Linked DNA regions of Bicyclus anynana: region 2 is linked to region 1. The links are chromatin contacts, called in public Hi-C maps. All regions are on one chromosome and are shown on one strand. Each heading gives the region's core, a stretch centred on a gene start, on an enhancer-like site or on the middle of the called end of the contact. The rest is flanking DNA. Distances are from core to core; before and after follow the strand shown.

Region 1 (2,769 bases), core at 45-2,544:
CCGGCTGGGCAGATTGAGATTTCCTTAATTAGTTCAGGTTTGGCTGGTGGGAGGCTTCGGCCGTGGCTAGTTACCACCCTACCAGCAAAGACGTACCACCAAGCGATTTAGCGTTCCGGTACGATGCCGTGTAGAAACCGAAAGGGGTGTGGATTTTCATCCACCTCCTAACAAGTTAGCCCGCTTCCATCTTATACTGCATCATCACTTACCATTAGGTGAGATAGTAGTCAAGGGCTAACTTGTAAAGAATGAAAAAAAAAATGTCCTACAAATTGCGTGGTACATTGTCTCGGTCCGAGGTATAATGTGGATAAGCCATTCAGAAAATTTTATAAAAATTTGAACGTTTTATTTATAATTTAAAAGAAATAGAAATAGACTTGATGAGTGATGACACGATTTAATCGTTTCCTTTGGGGGACTTTTAATTACTAATGTTTGAAACATGTCATAAACCAGTCCACATACAAAGTAGGTATATTCCGGACTATGGGAGTCGTAAATAAGGAAAATTATTGTTATTAATTATTATCTTCATGACCCAATAATAAACTAAGAGTTCTAGATCAGAACTTCCTAGAAGAACAGGTTGTCGAGTGTGATATTATATTATGTATAAGTTCTAAATTGTTTACGAACGAACGGTTCACCAATTAATGGTCCAAAATTGTATGGATTCCAGGATCAATCATTGTACTCTAGCGGAAATAAAATTAATTTTTTAACTATTTTTGAATATAGAAATCTACGAATTTACTTTAATTTTTTCGAAATAATATTCATTATCTCCCAAGAAATGCAACACTACTATGGGTAATAATGGCGGATTGATGACGTTTTCAACGCAGTAATCGATTTGACGTTTGCTGTCAATTGTCATGTCATAGTTGCTATATTGACGCCATCTTGATAAAACTCAAAAACTTGGGTTTTAATTTTTTTTTTTTTATTTAGTTAGATTTATTCACTTTAATAAATTTTGACCTGAATTGGACCATCTCCTTTGTTAGGTGTGATTAGTTCAGAATTCAAATTAAAGCTGTTGATGGATTGGTTCTGAATTCAAATAAAAGTTGTTCCAGTTCTAAATTCAAATTCAAGTTGTAATTCATGATAGATTCGTTCTGAATTTAAATTACGGGTATTGTGTGATGTTCTAAATTCAAATTTGTTCTTCCCCAGTCCGGCAAGTACGGCGAGGGTTTCATCGGCTCGTCCCGCGGTGTGGCCGTGCACGTGCGAGCCAAGGGTGCAGATGGCGCGCGCGACCACACTGGGTGCACGTGGCCGTTGCTGTCGGCCGCTGCACCCAGTGAGCCGTTGCCGAGAGAACCCTGGATCGCGGTCATTCGTCGGGGCAGCTGCAACTTTGAGATTAAGGTATCTATACTAATATTATAAAGCTGAAAAGTTTGTTTGTTTGATTGAACGCGCTAATCTCAGGAACTACTGGTCCGATTTGAAAAATTCTTTCAGTGTTAAATAGCCCATTTTTCGAGGAAGGCTATATATTATCCCCGTTTTCCTACAGGAACGGGAACCACGCGGTTAAAACCGCGCGGCGTCAGCTAGTTGTTACTAAAAATGCTAACGACCTCCGTGGCGCAGTGGTATGCGCGGTGGATTTACAAAACCGAGGTCCTGGGTTCGATCCCCGTTGGGCCGATTGAGATGTTTTAATTGGCTCAGGACTGGCTGATGGGAGGCTTCAGCCGTGGCTAGTTACCACCCTACCGGCAAAGACGTACCGCCGCCGTACGTACCTCTACTTATTTTTTGAAATATAAAAAAAGAAAAATAAAAATACTATGGAACTCCAACGTTGTCATTGCAATGGTAACAGGCGCTTAATAACGCGCAGTCTAGATACCCTGCGTTATCATTGTGGTCATAATCCAGCTCTCCAATATTTCCCAATATCAGCTGATATTGGGAAATTTTATTATCAACAGCATAATGATAACGCGACGCTAAATATAATCAAGTAATTATCGTTATTTGAGAGAATGATAGTACTTAATATTGGTACAATCATAATAAAATCATGATAACTGATGTCTACGACTTATTTAGCGTTTTTTTTTGTAGAACTTTTGAAGGAGAACAATTCTGTCATACATATTTTTTGCGTAATTTTAACCGTTTTAGTAACGCAATCTACGAAAACTGAAAAGGAATATTTTTCTGTTTTTGCCACATATTTATTTGATGTTTTACTCCTATTGCATAGCTTATCGTGATGCTATGTCTATAAACGATTATCTAACATAAAAATAATTTTTCAGTTCAAATAATTATTCCCAAGAATAACGCGTCCAAACAAACAAACTCTTCAGCTTTTTATTTTTGCCTGAAATGTGCGTTTTATGCGAAATTAAAATGGCAATGGATAGGCGCATCGTTCGAAAAACGTGCACTTTAGGGTCCGAATGTGCTGGAATAGAGACCCCGCACCGGAAAGCGCAGTGTCGATCGACCCCCCACTTCGACATAGACCGGGTAGTAGGGAGCCGCTAGATGCTGCGAGACCTTGATTTTTGGAAGTCCATACAAGAGGCCTGTATAATGATGAAGTAAATAAGATGCTTTCAACGTATCGCTGCTTAGCAAAGAGTTAAAAGATTATAACCCTTATCCCCTTTGATTGAAGGTTCAGAATGCTTGGCGGGCGAACGCCTCGGCGGTGCTCATCTACAACGATCGGGACACAACGGTGCTGGAGAAGATGAAACTGACCATTGACAACGGACGTAAGTTTGAGCTTTT
Region 2 (3,150 bases), core at 235-2,734, 93 kb before region 1:
TTCTTACAAAAGATTTTAATTGTGGACCAATACATTTATAACCGTATCGAATTTACGGATATAAAACGAGATGGGAAACTGGATCACATACATTGGGCAGACGCCCGACAACGGTCACTTTCTACGATACAAACAAATTACTCAGATGCAATTAAACTTACCGTTACGCAGATGTTTTCAATGCGTCAGCGTTATTAAACGAGATAAATTAAACTTGAACCACATATATTGTAAATATTTCACATTATCTAACCAGAAGTTATCTTTAATCCAACAAAAAGAGTTTCTTTCACGATGTCGTTTTTTTCAAGTTTCTGAATTGACGTGAACTGAAGAGAAGAAAATGGACGTAAGAATGAGTGTTGCCATTGCCAATATGTAAAATTGAAATACTTTATAGTCCGTGCGAGTTAGCTTGAGACCTATCATGAATGACATTTGCTTAAGGTACTTAGTGGAAAAGAGTTGTGATTTATTTATGCTTTGCGACCGAAGTATCGGTTTCAAGTTTCGACCAAGGTATGAACCAAATTGATTGATTTTTTCCAGTGTTTCAAAATATCATTATATCGAAAAAATCAACTGCAAAGGAAGCGAGGAGGATTGACAATCTTAACTTCATACTCTCGATCAAGATTTCCTATGTGTATTTTCCGCCATCTCAAAAAAAGATTTTCTCAACAAATAAATGTTACTTAAGTATGTAAGTGTAATTAAATAATGTCACAGCTTACATACTTATGTCACGTGTTTAGGTATTTTCGCGCAAATTTCAAATTAATGGATAAAAATCATTTACTAATAACATCTTTTTGAAAAACGATTAAAGTAAGTGGTATAAAATAAAGCTTACCTAAATAATAATAATATTTCAAAGATATGATTTACAACAATTGAATAGTATCTTTCAAAATAATATTTAGAGAATCTGGTCAATTTAATGCAAATAGCATTAGCACATAAAACATTTAGTTAATAAAAATAATGTATTTATTGATAAATAGTGTATTTTACTCGACAAAAATAACAACTCATTTATTGTAATTAAATTAATATTGATTCACCATGATCAATCATTGAAATTAAGTATTAATATCTATCTATAGAATATAAGTATTAATAAAAGCAAGTTTATTTAAAAAAATATGTACTTTATTTATTTAAATGTAAAATATCCGGGTCATTTGTACCTTACTATAATTTTAAATATTTTTAGGGGTGGCAATACTTTTTCATTCTCTTCTGCTCATTCATTTGTCTTTGATTATTGTGATAGGAGCGTAGATTGGAACTTTGACAGCAACTATCTTGCGACCATAGACTGTCTTTGTCCATTCGCTATTACAGCGAGGTTTGAAGCCTGATTGGTCAATACTTGTACTCTATTGGTTGCAATACACCCAAACAATGCTGATACTCCAATAAATTCAATGTGGATGTAATCATTCACGCTTACTGGTTTGTTTTGTTTTTATTTCATTCTTAGACAAAGAGAATGCAAACAGCTCGGCTGGCGCTACGAACGAATGAATAATACATTCTTGTATTCACTCATTCTATTTTTTTATCACAGTTTTTCAAATGGTTTCGAGAGCGTCTGAGAACGAGACGTGTGTCGCGGTTTTTCGTTTCGTGACTACTGTGCGTTCGCAGTTCATATAACCAACTGATAAAAGATTAATAGCGTTTCGTTTGTTTGATTCACCAATAGTGTTTTATAAATTCTAAATTGGAATTGAAAAGAGTAAAAGATCAGTGAATGAGACAATAAACGTACGGTTATGTTGTGTTTTCGTTTGGTATCGATGCAAGATTATTTTATGTCTGAAGAGGCATTTTAACAGCTGTTCGAGCATAGTATGCTTCATATTGTAAGTACATTGATTATACTAAAATAATTTACGAGCATTTATTTATATCTTACACAGTTATTTATTATTATATCTATTTATAATTCATGGTAAACACCTACATATGGCGGGTAGTTCAAAAATAGACTATTCTAAATTCAAATAGGTAAAGGTGCTTATCATTTTGTTATAGCCGTGGTACAAATAAAAATAGTCTAGGAAATTAGACCTATGCGTAGAAAAACATTGAAATTGAAATTAAGAGCACTTACTCTTAATTTATAAGGTAAGGTTTAATAAAGTATATTTATAAGGTATTATAATTATACTTTATTGTAGGTATTATACCTATTAAACATTGAAATTGGAATTAAGAGTAAGTGTAGGTATTATAATATTTTGGCTTTTTAATTTTATTTTCGATTTTTGTTTTTATGTTTTTCTTAATATGCCTGATATAAGAATGCCTGAATAAATGAATTTTATTTAATTTTTTTATTTTATATAATATATAAGAATTTGGTTTCCATTATGCCTACCAACTTATTTGATACAAGTTTCCCAACAATAAAAAAGTAAAAAAAAAATGTTTGAGAGTTTAATTTTTTTACTATAGGTACTTTGTAAACTACCTGAAACTGAAAAAAGGTAAACTATTAATTAAAATCAAACTAGAAACCATTAAGTAAGTTTAAATACCGGTTTTTAAAAAGATCTAATCTACATAATATAGGTACTAATATTATCAATGACATAGGTATTATGATTATGAGATATTATGCATTGAACTGGCTCCGAAACTACTGAAACGATTTGAAAAATTCTCAGGCTGATCCTTTGCGCAAAAAATGAGCTAGCCCTTCTGTCCAAACAATAATCCAAACCATAGTCGTAACTGTATTTTGAAAATTTGACTATTTCCCTATATCTCTAAGCTTTCTGCAGATTTGATGCCACGGACTGTCGGCACACTTGATAGTATGTAAAATGGTCTAGCGTCTAGTCATCATTAGCAATTTTTTTTTGCTAATGATGACCCATTTTCGGCTCACTATTGAGCACGAATCTCCTCTCAGAATGAGGGGTTAGGGCAATAGTCTACCACGCTTGCCTAATGCAGATTGGCAGATTTCACACACGCGGAGAATGAAGAAAATTCTCAGGTATATGTTTCCTCACGATGTGTTTCCTTCTTTGAGGCACGTGATATTTAATTTCATAAGTACGTAACTGAAGAGTTGGAGGTGCATGCCCGGACCGAATCGAAGCTACGCCCTCTGAATCTAAGGCACAGGTCGTA

What was found. Hi-C and Micro-C count contacts between places; a contact is called where the count stands out from the background.
Region 2: a Hi-C map of whole body shows a contact between it and region 1, with 2.6 times the contacts expected there. The contact joins the promoter of LOC112053181 here to the enhancer-like site in region 1. A contact is called at or near these places in 2 of 2 Hi-C or Micro-C datasets (whole body and whole larva).

The regions. Positions count from the first base shown.
Region 1 is chr23:9,797,361-9,800,129 of ilBicAnyn1.1, reverse strand. It overlaps LOC112053181 (E3 ubiquitin-protein ligase goliath), which reads left to right. Exons shown (of 12, transcript XM_052888644.1): 3 at 1,186-1,383; 4 at 2,654-2,753. Among protein-coding and RNA genes, the nearest start is that of LOC112053184, 59 kb to the right of the region's middle. Within about 2 kb of position 1,294, at least 6 of the 8 cell types and tissues checked have open chromatin away from gene starts, as enhancers often do.
Region 2 is chr23:9,889,883-9,893,032 of ilBicAnyn1.1, reverse strand. LOC112053181 (E3 ubiquitin-protein ligase goliath) reads left to right here and starts at 1,484. Exons shown (of 12, transcript XM_052888644.1): 1 at 1,484-1,871. It overlaps LOC112050967 (protein mini spindles), which reads right to left and starts at 352. Exons shown (of 37, transcript XM_052888643.1): 1 at 162-352.